3 separate regions of the Sus scrofa genome follow, and all the other regions are linked to region 3. A link is a contact called in public HiChIP or PLAC-seq data. All regions are on one chromosome and are shown on one strand. The core of a region is the stretch at or near the end of the contact, and the rest is flanking DNA. Distances in the headings are between cores, read along the strand shown. Region 1 overlaps PDE4D (cAMP-specific 3',5'-cyclic phosphodiesterase 4D). Region 2 overlaps PDE4D (cAMP-specific 3',5'-cyclic phosphodiesterase 4D). Region 3 overlaps PDE4D (cAMP-specific 3',5'-cyclic phosphodiesterase 4D).

Region 1 (4,611 bases), core at 61-2,560, 300 kb after region 3:
GGCCCATGTGCTCGTTCATATTGTTTCTCTTAAAAAATCTTCTCACCCTCATCACTTGTTTCATTTTTTAGGACTTAGCCCCTTCCCACTCCACCTCTGATTTAAATTGCCTTCTGTTATTCTCCCATAGTGTACACGCTTCCTTCTTTCGCAATACTTTCTACAGTAGAGTATGCTAAAACCAACTATACCCGGGACACTAGGCTTTCCTTGGATAAGGGACACATTCTTTAATGTGTCTTGTTTTTGCAGACTCTGACTCTGATAAGGTGCATGGTACATATCTGGTGTTAAATGTTCCTGAAATTACTGAAGATACTAGAAGTCAATACAACCCAATCTTATGTTTATTTCATTAACATAATTCTATTGGAGCCTTCAGCAGCCCCAGGGGAAAAAAAAATCAAAGATAGTCAGAAGACAAGGAAAAAACTCACAAAAATATGTACACCTTTCCTTTGGAGGTTTTTTGAAGTAGTAAGTGAAACTTTATGTATTTCCTATGATTTCAAAACAAGAACCTGACGCCGGAACTACACTTGGAAATGAGAGTAGCTTGCCACTGGCAAGCTCTGCTTAAACCTGTTACACATACACATTGAAAGTGAATCCAACTCCTTCATGTATTTCCCATCAGATAAAATGTATAGAGAGAAAAAAAAAAAAAGTCAACAAAAGTTAGAGCTAAAGTGCACAAATCCTTGATGTAGTAAATTCAGGCAGTGACAGCTCAAAGCAATACATGGTGGAATGGAAATCGTTTTCCTCCAGTCCTACCTGTTTGATAAAGGGTTGTTGTTTTCCATTTAATTTTAGGAAAAGTATGAATCAGCCATCAGCGTTCGTATTTATATTTTTGAATTAAGTGGAAGCAAATGGTATCCAAAGTAAGTGACATTTTGTTTTGACTGGTTCTCTTCATTTACACCAATAGGTCTGTGTAGGGGTTATGACAACTTTATACAGACCTATAATCAGTCAACTGCTGGCAGAGAAACTGACATCCACACAGTCACACATCACATAGAGTGGATCCTTTTACCTCAATGGTCACCATCGCTGTAAGCTGTGAGTAAGGGTAAACGGCTGAACGTTTCAGAAGAAAACAACCTCAGCCTCCAGCTCACTGTTGTGGCTCTGAGGTGATTGCTTTTTTTCCTTTTCGAGAGGAAGCTGCTGCTTCAGCATCTTCCCTTGGAGCCCCTGGCACCATTTCAGGCCATGTGTCAGGGGAACCCTTGATCGCATCACAATGACGGAAGCCAAGTGCTGGCCTGCAAGAATTGAGGACTGTTTGTTCACAGAAGATCCTGAGCAGAATCACGGGTGTTACATAGTTCAAGGGGGCCTTGAAGGAAACCAATGCTACCGTAGGAGGGGACTTGCAACGGCTCAAGTTATTTCTCAGTTGCTCTTCCATCGTCCTCTCCTGGCTTTTGTGGAATTTAGCCAACAGTGGTTGATTAGGCAGTTTCTCCCTGTAGTTCCTTGACCTAGAAAGATTTTGGACAGGGAAATAGAAGAGTTTTCATATATTTTCAGGTAGTGCCATAGTGACTACTGCTCTCCAGGGAGAAAAGTATTTTATTAATGAATGCAGTGTAAGTTCTTGGTAAAACCCAAAATTAAACCAGCTCACTGTTTTTGTCCTGCAAGTATCGGTGACATTTAGGTGTGTTGTTTGGTGTGATGACTCAATTTCCTGTAGGATAGCTGGCAATTCCACATCGAGGCTTTTTTAGAAGGGATGAAAAGGTCAGTTACTCAATGTCTCAGAACATTTGGGGTTAAAATTCCTAAAAGTTAAGCTTTAAAACTGACTGAAAAACTGTGGCTAGCCATGTTGCTTATAAACCTAGGAATTTGGTGAAAGTAGAATATTCAGCTCTACGCTAATATCAACAGTAATTCTTTATTTGAGCAACAGTTTTATAGAACAAACTGTTCTTTGCTCTGTAGTTAGTAATTATTTTCTTACTTGTTGGTATGTAAATGTGCTCTGGTCATTTTTTTTTCTTTTTTCTTTTTTCTTTCTCCAGACTCATGCAGAAGTAGTTAGAGTTTAAAATAGATACACAGACTACATTTTTTTAAGCTGTTTTTTGGGGGGAGAGGGCTTTTTTTCTTTTTTTTTTTTTTTTGGCTTTTTGCCATTTCTTGGGCTGCTCCCCCAGCATATGGAGGTTCCCAGGCTAGGAGTCAAATTGGAGCTGTAGCGACCGGCCTACGCCAGAGCCACAGCAACGCGGGATCCGAGCCGCGTCTGCGACCTACCCCACAGCTCATGGCAATGCCGGATCGTTAACCCACTGAGCAAGGGCAGGGATCGAACCCCTGGTGCTCAGACTTTGGAAAAGTTGGAGAGCAGGGGAGAGGAATGTAGAACACTAAGCCATTGAGGTGTGGAGAGGGGATTCCTGTCTTCTGGATATAACCAGTGACTGGCAAGATGGCAGTGAGTAATCCTAGATACAGGAGTTATGCATCTTCAACCCACTGGATATGCTAACTATGGGTGGTTCAAATCACCTAAAATAAGTTAATTTTCTTTTAAAAATTCCTACATCCTGATTTTATACCACTAGAGGGAAGAAAAAGGCCAAAACAAAACCAATAGTACCTATACTACCATCCCAACTAGGTAATGCTGTAGTTGCTTATGGCAGATGTTAAGTAAAATGAAAACGTGTTATGGTCATAGGCTTAATTGTTATGTGTGATCTTTAGGGTATGGGATTACAAGGAACTTTCTTTGTTACAACTTTGTGTAATGTTTCAAATTTTATAACAAGCCCGTTATATTTTTATATTCCTATACTCAAAGGAAAGGCTATACAGATATTTTATACTTATGATTTATGAGGCTCTTCCTCTCTTGTTGGGAAAGCTCCAGTCTTACACTTTAGTTCACTCGGCAGGGTTTAGGCAGTTTTTTGTTCACCTGAAGTATACTTTACAGAGATTGGTACAGAAAAAAAAAAAAAAAAGTGGAATAAAAGACAATTTTTAACCTAGAATTCTCAAAGTGAATAGCAAATAGTTCAAGAATCATTGATAACAGTGAGCCACATGGCCCATGTAACAAATATTTTGAAAGTTATTCTAACTTTTACAAATTTTATATAAAAACCTCTCTGAAAAATCCCAGAAGCCTGAGATTCTGTCCATGAAATTTTTGGTTGTGCCGCTGATCATTTATGGAGTCTAAATTTCAAGCATAGAATCTCTTCTCCAATACCTGTAGATTTGATTCGAAGACAAAGAAGAAGAATCTCACCAACTTCATGTAAGCTCTTCAATGCATTCTTTCTAATTGACAATAATAAAGTTTTGTAAAACGACTCTAGAGAGTTTGGATTTTTACCCCTCTGTAAGGTATGCTCATCTGCATGTAATACAGTGACTTTCTCTGCAATTGATCCCTTACTGTAGAACTGCCCCAGGGTCAGCTTTTGTAAATAGAAACTGCTTCCATAACATGCCTTTGGATGTGGTGTTTTCATCTTCTCCCCTTTGTAAGCTTTATTCTGTGCATAATGACAACAGATACTCTTTCCCTTGACTTCCCAATACCATCCTGCTCCTTGATTTGCAATTCCATTGACTGACTTGGAAGGACGTATGCATAACAGGTGTAAATTTCCCATGGCCCGAGTGCAGCCACATTGCTGTTCCGGTAAGATAACTCTTACGACAATTGTCAATGTGAAAATATAGCACATTGTCAAATCTGTGAATTGTAAAGCTTTCCGACCCACAACATTGTATGTTTTTGTTTGCCTGTTTATGTGTATCCCCAAATTTAGACTTCTGGAACCTAGCAGGGGCTGGGCTGGGTATAGAGAGTCTGGTTTTAATGAAAATACTTTTGATTCCCACAGTCACCCTGTCCACTTGAAGTAGGTAGATCCTAAATCCTCAGAAACGAATCCTCAGTAACCTTAAAACCCCAACCCACAGAAACAGTTGCGCGGGTCATAAATAACCCTCTTTGTGCCGCCCCTCGGGCTCTCCCCCGAAAGCTCGGAGACACCAAGGCTCCTCTGCCAGTCTGGGCGACCGGGAGGGGCTCGGTTCCGCGGGGCGCGCGGGATCCCCGCGGGGCAGGTGCGCGGCCGCGCGCGCGTGCGCGTTAGGTCTCTCCTGAACCCCTGAACCCCGCGGCCGGCCGAACCCCAGGCGGCGGGCGACCTAGCGGCGGGCGCTCCACGCCGGGTTTTCCGCCGCTCCCCTCGTACCGGCCCCCGGCAGCCCCACGGACACACACGTTCCCGCTCGCGCCTCCCCGGCTGGGCTCTCGAGCGAGCAGCGCGGGCTGTGCCGGGTGATGCGTCGGCTAGGCGGCCGGGCGGCGTGGGGCGCCTGGGGGCCGTGGCCCCGGGCGATCTCGGTGTGAGAGAGCCGAGGAGGGGCCGGGCGGCTCAGAGGGCCGTGAGCGGCGCGAGGGGGAGTGTTCCCGGAAAGCCGCGGCGATGGAGCGGCGCTGCGCCCGCCGCCGGAGGAGTTGAGAAAGAAAACAGGAAACGTGGTGGCCGCGCACCCGGCCGCGGCTGATTCATTCGCTTTGAGTGAAGGCTCGGCAGGAGGGGCGGCGCGGGGCTGCGGCTCAGA
Region 2 (4,605 bases), core at 249-2,748, 320 kb after region 3:
AGTGTGAGGGTGTGAATGCTTAAGAGAGGACAGTTGTGGGATCGGGGGAGGGAGAGAATGGGCTGGAGTGGGGAGATTTATAGACATAGTGTATTGCATGAGGCGTGAGTCTTATTTAACACCAGTAGCTGGCGTCTCCTCCTTCACCTGTTGCCTCCTTGAGTCATGGCCCAGTAGCAGCATGGGTGGCTTGTCACATCCAGCTGCTGGGCCATCCCCTAAGTAACCTGTTGCCTGGGAGTCAAAGCACAAGCTGGAACAGGGTGAAGAGAGAGAGACTGTGTCAAAATAGGTATAGGTTGATTCACCAATATAGTGAGTGATATTAGATGCCAAGAGAAAAATGAAACAGAATAGCAGATGACAAATGTGAACCTTTATCTTGAGTCTGCTTTATATCTCCTAAATCCCCATGAGCTCAGCAATTCTCTTATGGTTATTAATGCCCCACACTGGAGTTGTGACCTTGGATTTTTTTTTTTTTTGTCTTTTCTATGGCCGCACCTATAGCATGTGGAGGTTCCCAGGCTAGGGGGTCTAATTGGAGCTGTAGCTGCCAGCCTACACCACAGCCACAGCAACGCCAGATCCAAACCGTGGCTGCGACCTACATCACAGCTCACAGCAATGCAAGATCGTTAACCCACTGAGCTAGGCCAGGGATCGAACCCACAACCCCATGGTCCCTAGTCCTATTCATTTCTGCTGTGCCACAAAGGAACTCCACCTTGGATATTTAAACTGCTTCAACTTCTCTGAGCCTTTGCTTTCTCTATAAACCGGAACTAACAAAATCCATCTCATGGGATTGTTAGGAGAATTTAAACAAAAGCTTAGGTCAAGTCCATAATATGGGTACACCCATCATAGGTACATGGCCTATCCTTAGTTGGGATGGGAACTATTTTTAAACTTAGAAGATGAACTTTATATGCTGCCATATAGGTAACCCAGTGCAACTGGAGCTTGAATCAACAAGCCTGGGCAAATGAGCTCAGAGTGTGCCTTTGAAATCTTGATCCCCATCGTGCTGATTTATGTGCCTCCCTAGCTTGCATGTGGGATCGCCCTGAGGTTGTTCACTGTAGTTTTAGCTTGTTACCTAGCACCCTTGGATAGCATATTTTTATTTACACTCTCACTGATCACTTGACCACAATTACTTTGAAAGAGTATGTATGAATGCAGCCACAAAAGAAACATTTCTCAGTTGTGAGGGTCTCACGTGGATCTTTAATCCACTTTGTCTAAAAACTGGAACGTTTCTTAGACTTTACTTTTCCCTCCACCAGAATGACCTCAGAGGCCCCTCCAAATGTTTTTTTTTTTTTCCGATTCTGTAGAATAGTGAGATTTTGATTATTAATAAGAGTGTCAAATATCAATCAACATCAGGTTACTAAATGTCTCTTTTGGGGTAAGAAGAAATGTGAACCAAAAATAGAACCCTTTAATCATCGCACAAATTTAAAATGGCAGTCCAGCTGAGAAACAGAGGAATGGATGAGATGACCTTGAACATAATTCCAGCCCAGATGGGCTAGTCATGGGTCTGACACTCGCCGTAGCCAGAGGGAAAAGAAATTCCCCGGCAGTGTAGTTGGTATCAGAGTTGAAAATGAGTCACTGAGTAGGTGATTGATCCCTTTCCGTTTTCCACTTGCCATCAGCCACTTTGCAGAGAAATCAAGCTTTAGTATACTTGATTCAAAAAAAAAAAAAAGATTTTTTTTTCTTTTTTAATTCCAAAAGTTCTTAGAGGTGAAAGAGATTTGTGAGATCACTTCACTTTCCTTCATTAAAAATGAGGTATTAAGGCACAGGAAAATTAAAGTGACACAGAACAAGAATCCTTTCTTACTTTTGTCAGGGCTTTTACTTTGTGTGGAATAAATAATTTTTGTCACTAAACAAGATCCTGTGTTCAGTCTTTATTGATATTATCACTTTTGAATGAAATTTTTACTTTGCTTTATCTTTGTTATTTATATTTGATCTTTGATTATTCTCTAGGCCAGATACCATTTTCATATGAGAAATAAATCAGGCATTTTTTTTTTTTTAAATTTTGGGTTTTGTCATTATTGTTTTGTATCTTTTGACTTCAGGTAACATAAGTCCAATAGTTAGGCCTTCACTAAGGAAATTTTGTTTTTGTGTAGTTACTGCAAGTAAACTGCTCCAAAGGCTTTCATAGACAAAATGAGGCTTAATATATGTGCATTTGTATTCAAATACATACAAAGAGAGGTAGATACGTACATACAAAAGCATATAGACATACTTATTGCCGTATACGTTAAGTAAGGCTGTTGGGTGTGAATGAGTTCCAGAGTTTACTGGTCCTATAGAGCAGTACAGAATGTTCAACACTAAGAATGAGAATGGTTGGGAAGCATCCCAGAAAAAGTGCTACTTAGGTTGGATCTTGAACATAGAAGGTTCATATTGGTTACTAATGAGGAAAGAGATGATAGTGCAAGGGCTGGATGAGGCAGGGTAGGATGGGACACTCCCTCAGATTGCCTTATTGTTTGTAGGTGTGGGTGAGGAATGGGTATTCTGGATGAAAGAGCCTGCCTGGAACAGAAAATCTGATTACAGGAACAGAGGCAGGTGTGAAAAGTGTAGATTGAGGCCCTACTGCAGAGCACCTCAAGTGTCAGATTAAGCTGTTTGGACAATACTCTGTCCACCCTAAAGAACCCTTGTGTTTTGTTTTCGGGGAAATGCTACAAGGAAAGTAACAAAATGGTTTTAGAAAGATAAATCTGATGGTGGTATGCAGGATGGATCACATTGAGGAGAAAGTGTGAAAGCAAAAAGAATCTGATAGGGAATTAGGCATGTAAGTGATGAGGGACTGGAATAGGATGGGAAGGAAAAGAAACGGATAGTTAGGAGAATGACTGCAGGAAAGGAGACTTTGCTGGGGCACTGCAGCCAGAGGAAAGTATGAAATTCTAAACTCAAGTAATAATAGAAGGAATAACAATTGGAAAATCAGGGAGAGAAGCTGATTTGAAGAGAGTGAGGTGGAAGATATGTCAGTTAAATCTTTAGACATGAAATTACATATCTAAATAGAAATGTCCTAGAGGCCTTCAATTGTCAGGACTGGATTTGTGGTGAAAAGACAGGCAACCTGGAAGTTGCCTGTATAGACCTGATGATTAGGGCCTTAAGGCTCAACTGTAAAATGGGAATAATAATAGTCCTCACAGAATTGTTATTAGTAATGAATGAGATAATGCCAGGCAAGTATTCTATGCTAGTCTTGGCAGGTAGTAGATGGTAAATAAATATTTATCAATATCAATCAGTATTAACTATTATTACTTTTAACTGTGGATTTTAGAGAAAGATAGTTTTGTGAATTATTAGAACTGGTATTCTGGAAGCTATATTAAAGTCGGTGACCTCGGAGCATAAAAAACCCTCTGAGTGATTTTAATCTAGACAAACCAGTCAAAATAACCATAACATCACTTATTGATCCAAAATTTTGATCAACGGAACAAGTTACCCTAGGGATAACAGCGCAATCCTATTCTAGAGTTCCTATCGACAATAGGGTTTACGACCTCGATGTTGGATCAGGACACCCAAATGGTGCAACTGCTATTGGAGGTTGATATGTTTTCTTACCCCAAATGGAAGTTCATATGTTCTGATTTGCATGCTTGCTCCTCTAGCTGTTACAGGACCAGCAGCAACAGCCCAAGCTATAATTGCTCATGTTTAGCTGTTGATCACTGTTTGTAAGACCTGGAGTGGGTTTTTTTTTTTAATCTAAATGGTTAAGGAAGTGGACTACTCTCTTGTTTGTTGTAATGTCTCTCATAAAACCTACAAGCCACACTTTGATTTCCTTTGCTGTGTCCAGAATCAAATCAACTTTGAGGGATTTATAAAGAGCTTGTGAAGAATGGTATTAGCTCAGTGTAAGTAAATGATCATTAGCTCAGTATTACTTCAGTGTTTTAAAACTGCATTCACCCAAAGTGGAGTGGACTTACGTAAGAGTGGAAAACATCCAGGAGAGGTGGGCTCTTAATTATGAAGAGTGGTGGGCCTCCTGAGGGGCAGAAGGGTGGACCAGATGTCCCAGAGGAGCTTTCGATCCTGGACGTATTCCACAGAATTCCATCACGGTCATGTGTCTGATGAGCCCATTCCACCTCACATGTGATTGACCTGCTGTCTCACAGAGCATTAGAGTTGCACTGGGAAGATCAAGTAAAACAGAGTCTGTTGTCTGTTTTTAATTGTATTATTTCATTTTGTTTTCCCCTATCATCTTTATTCCCAAAAGCAAAAATATTTATGTCCTCCTCCTTAAGAATATAAGTATAGACAGGTATCGTGGAAGAATAAATGCCAACGTGGTTAAAATAAACTTTTATTGAAGTGTGAATAAAAATGAGTTATTTTTAAATTATGTCTTCAAGTCTAAGTTCTTTGTTAGAAGGAACACAGAGGTGCATCTTACTTTATGGGCAATTAGGAAAATCTTACTTGTTTTTCGTATATTTTGGTGCCAGTAATTTAGTCTCACAATCTAAGAACAATCATGTGTAATTTTAAAAATTGTTTGAAAGCAAT
Region 3 (4,333 bases), core at 1,047-3,546:
AATGCAAACATTCCTGGCAGAGTTGACATAGAGCTGAACAACCCTAAAGACAACTTTGCATCTCCTTCAAAGAACATTTCTTTTAGATCTGTAATATTTTCATTCTGCATTATTATTATGCCCTTACATTTTATCAGACAGGTGTCAACAGAACCTTCTTTTCAGAATGTAAATTGGTATGGATAAAGACAAGTGTTCATCAAAGTGCCTGTTGCTGGTTTTAGCCTACCTGGGAAGATGGGGTCCGTCTTGCCATGACAAGTGCAATTGGGATAACAACACAAGCAGTATTTTCTGCTTCCAGTGTTGTGTATTTGGACTGCAGCTTTCATTTTTAAAAACTAATGATGCTATTTGACCTACAAACTTTGAAATGCCACCAGATGAAATGAGAGCTTTGTATTGCACGGAAGGTGACAGTAGTGAATCTTAGCCAGTGCTTAGCCTTCTGTTCTCTTGTCTGTCTCTGTGTCCACCCGACTCCCCCGCTTAACACTAATCTGCTCCCCCTTCCAGTTTTTAGGAACATACCCCCTTCTCACCCAGACTCCCAGTTTTCTTGCATTGTCTAGCTGCAGCCTCATATGAAACCATTCTCCTAAACAAGTTATTCAGCTCTGTGTTGACTCTGCCAGGAATGTTTGGATTTCCCAAGAGTTGCCCTGCCTTGGAAATGGAATATAATCATGGAATGAAGTTCTGATAGTGGAGTTTCATAAACCAACACAGGCAGACTGGTGTAGGTATGGGTACCTTCTCTTTCAAAGAATACCAGGAGGGTGACCACTGGTCTTGGTCTTTGAAATGGGAATCCATATTCAAAAGCCAAAAGGTATCATTGGCAAAGCATTAAAATATTGCTAGATGATTCAGAGAGAATGTGTTTATTTTTGAATTCTTGGATCCTGCAAGGTTGCCACCATTCAGTCAGCTGTCACTCACTCTTTCAGCCCATCTGTCAGATAGCAAAGAGTTGAAACCTGTAAAAATGTTTTCAGTTACTCATTCTCAAAGCTGATACAGAGCATGTAGCATTCTCAAGAACCCCTGGTGTGCTGGATGCTGTTAGGAAAAGAAGGGCCAAGTATACTGACTTAAGGTTTGACAGAAACTACAGGAATAATTTGGCCCCCTTGGGTATATGAGACATGAATTGGGCTATTCGGGAGGGGGCGGTCTCAAAATTTAGCAGATGTGGTGAAGTTCACCAGGCTCAGCGGTAGGTCAGTTTTGTCCAGTTCAGAGGGGGTTAAGTCACTGTCAGGCACTCCAGGCCTCTCTAATCTTATCCTGGGGAAGTGGAGTTCTGCCTTGGTTTACAGTTGAGGTCACTGGCGGGACCGTATTTGGACAGAGACTGATGGAATTATGCCGCCTTGTTAACATTGAATAGCCCTTGGTGAAGAGGACCAGTGACGGCATTGTGGTCCTCTGACTCCCGGAGCACCGTATCTTGAAATGCATGCCTCATGGAGATGTGCTGGACCTGGAAAACAGACGAATCTCTGCGGCTTCCATCACTTATGTAATCTAAAAGAAGGTTGTTTCACGGGACTTATCAGAGAGTTAAGAAATGTTTATGGGGAGTAGAAAATGGGCAAGAAAATTGATCTCTGTTGTCCAAGTCACACACTATAACTCACCCTCCAAGGTGACGCGGTATCTCCTTGAGGGGAGAGCTGCCAAAACCATTGAAAGTGATCTGCCTGTTTTCCTCACACACTGACTTGCAGGGAGGCGCTAGTATTTCCAGACCATTAAATCCTTGTGCAAGGTTTGCTAATAATGATGTTCATCCCTGTGGCTAAGAGAAGATGATATAAGAAAAATAGTATTTGGCAGCTAGGTGTGTGAGATGTAGTAAATCTCTGTTGGATTTTCCCCATCATGGGCATATATTTACTTTTTTACTTTTTTTTTTTCTTCTTAAACAGAGGACCACTGTTTACTTTTTTTTTTAACTTGATGCTTGATATAAAGGTTCACCGACTTCAGGCATACCTTTCACAGTGTGTGTGTGTGTGTGTGTGTGTGTGTGTGTGTGTCTGTGTGTCTGTGTGTGTGTGTCTGTGTGTATTGCTTTCCAGGAGTGGCATGTGCTGTTTAATCAGGGCTGTATTTAAAAACACATTTGCCAGGGAGAGTTTCTCATGTTCTTGATGAGATAAGGTCAGAGTGAAGCAAGCTCTGTAGCAAAGGGCAAGTGTCAAGCAGCAAGAAGTCCCAGCCATCCTTCCAGCCCTGCCTCGGCCACCCGCCACCTCCCTGGCAGCACAGAGCAGCGTACGGAGGGAATGCCCTCTCTCAGCCACAAGTGCCTCCTGCTCCATGTGGAGCCTTCCAGCCCCAGGGCCCTGCACCCACTCTGACTTGCTGCTGTCTCCGGCCTCCCTAGCACCTTTCTTACAAATGGCTTTTGTTTGGGATCCTTGGGGAGCCACCGTGCCAGGACCCTCAGCAAGAGTCAAATCAAGATTGCGTTTCTCAAAGTCCTACAGGTATTGCTCTTTCCTATTTATGGCTAGGAAGACGTTTTGTCAGCAGCCTCTGTAGCTGGAGGCCCCCTGCAAATAAGCCTTTGCCAGCTGGGCTGAGGGATGTAACTTCTGTTTATTATCCTGTGTTAATTTTGAAGTCTGCGGAATAGGAGCTAAGATGCAAACTTTAACCTTAGTCGGTGGGATTTGGGAACCTGCAGAAGTAGGAGGAATTTGACCAACTCTAAGAGCTGATTTTGAGAGTTAAATGGTGAATTGGAAAAACATTCTGTGACTGGCATCTGGAAAACAAGTGTGATGGCACGCCTAATGGACTTAATGTAGCCAGAATTGGTCACACTAACTTTCCCTTAACACTTTAAATGTCAGGAAAGGGTTCTTGTTTGATTCAACATACGGAGAAGCAACAACAACATACTACTGTGTTGTTTATAAGTGTTTCAGGTCTCATTCACATGCAAAAGTGGAAACTCTCTTTGGTCTAGGTGGAAAGTCAGCCTTGTAAGCTTGCCCACCTAGTTTGATCTAGGCGGAAAGTCAGGAGATTTAGATACCATGAAGCAGAGTAAATATGTTATTAATCTATTATGTCATAGGAAAAATCTCGACCTCATGACCTCAATAAATTGTCAGTGACATCTTAGCATTACATACAAGTTAGCCTATTGTAATCAAATAATTATTTAAAAAAAGGAGACACTGAAAAATCTTTGATTTCCTTCTTTGCTTCCGTGTTCTAGATATTTACAAGGAAAGGTTGATTCTTCACACACTTTTAGTTTCTGATTGGTTAGTCTATAGCACTGCAAGCTATTGCATCAATAGCAAATGCCAGTCACATTGTCTGCAGAATCTCAGGAATAAGATCTTTCTTCTTTAGACCAAATGTAACTTATCCGGGAACTACCAGGCCTATATAGAAGTATGCATTAAATTTGTATGAAAATATGTCCTGATTTACTTGTATAGAAAACATATAAATGGATAAGCAATGAGATTCTGCTGTATAGCCCTGGGAACTGTATCTAGTCACTTATGATGGAGCATGATAATGTGAGAAAAAAGAATGTATATATGTTTCTATGACTGGGTCACCTTGCTGTATAGTAGAAAATTGGAAGAACACTGTAAACCAGTTATAATGGAAAAAATAAAAATCATTATAAAACAAAACCAAAAGAAAAAAAGAAAACATTCAAAGTTTGGATTAAAATAACTCACAAGAATTATTTATTTGTTTTTAGACAGTATGAAAGATAATGCCCTAGGAACTTTTTAGGGAGCTATAAAATAAATCAAATTACAGCCTTCCCTAGTAATGACACATAAGCAAACTTTGACAAGGGATAAATAAAAGTTGGCAGTTAAAGGTGTAAATAGTACTTCGATCTACTTCTACTTCAAAACAAAATAAATACCATTAATTTTTATTAATTATGTTAATTTTTTACATTTAAGGATATGATTCAACATTAGAAATATATGCCTCCTATATGCTCTATGTTCTTACCGAATGAGCTTCTCAAGCTTATTATTTGCATCTGGTGCTTATTATGTGTTAAAATGTATGCTCTCCAAAGACTTATAAGCATTACTGTGCATATTTGCAATAGATGGTGGCTTCTAGCCACTCTTTATCATTAAGATAATGATAACAAGTTTCCAAATATCGTAAATATCTAACTTCTGCTTAGGCTAAAAGCAATAGCATATGGGACTAAATAGTTTGAGAAATCTCAAGAAATGCAGAATTTAAGCTCTCCTGTATGCTTTTCAGATAGATTATGAAACTTGCCTTCTTGATCTACCAAAGATATTTTTACTTTCCTTGGTCA

The links. HiChIP or PLAC-seq counts read pairs in DNA pulled down with a chosen protein or histone mark.
Region 1: an H3K27ac HiChIP or PLAC-seq map of skeletal muscle shows a contact between it and region 3. The contact joins two enhancer-like sites. A contact is called at or near these places in 1 of 47 Hi-C or Micro-C datasets (embryonic fibroblasts) and 1 of 2 datasets of contacts at active chromatin or transcription factors (skeletal muscle).
Region 2: an H3K27ac HiChIP or PLAC-seq map of skeletal muscle shows a contact between it and region 3. The contact joins two enhancer-like sites. A contact is called at or near these places in 2 of 47 Hi-C or Micro-C datasets (both in skeletal muscle) and 1 of 2 datasets of contacts at active chromatin or transcription factors (skeletal muscle).

Annotation. Positions count from the first base shown.
Region 1 is chr16:37,951,765-37,956,375 of Sscrofa11.1, reverse strand. The region is part of intron 9 of PDE4D (cAMP-specific 3',5'-cyclic phosphodiesterase 4D); the gene reads left to right. Among named protein-coding and RNA genes, the nearest start is that of RAB3C, 540 kb to the right of the region's middle. Within about 2 kb of position 1,310, at least 7 of the 83 cell types and tissues checked have an H3K27ac peak or open chromatin away from gene starts, as enhancers often do. A contact at or near this core is called in skeletal muscle, where this site is marked.
Region 2 is chr16:37,933,999-37,938,603 of Sscrofa11.1, reverse strand. The region is part of intron 10 of PDE4D (cAMP-specific 3',5'-cyclic phosphodiesterase 4D); the gene reads left to right. Among named protein-coding and RNA genes, the nearest start is that of RAB3C, 520 kb to the right of the region's middle. Within about 2 kb of position 1,498, at least 3 of the 83 cell types and tissues checked have an H3K27ac peak or open chromatin away from gene starts, as enhancers often do. A contact at or near this core is called in skeletal muscle, where this site is marked.
Region 3 is chr16:38,256,249-38,260,581 of Sscrofa11.1, reverse strand. The region is part of intron 5 of PDE4D (cAMP-specific 3',5'-cyclic phosphodiesterase 4D); the gene reads left to right. Among named protein-coding and RNA genes, the nearest start is that of MIR582, 320 kb to the left of the region's middle. Within about 2 kb of position 2,296, at least 10 of the 83 cell types and tissues checked have an H3K27ac peak or open chromatin away from gene starts, as enhancers often do. A contact at or near this core is called in skeletal muscle, where this site is marked.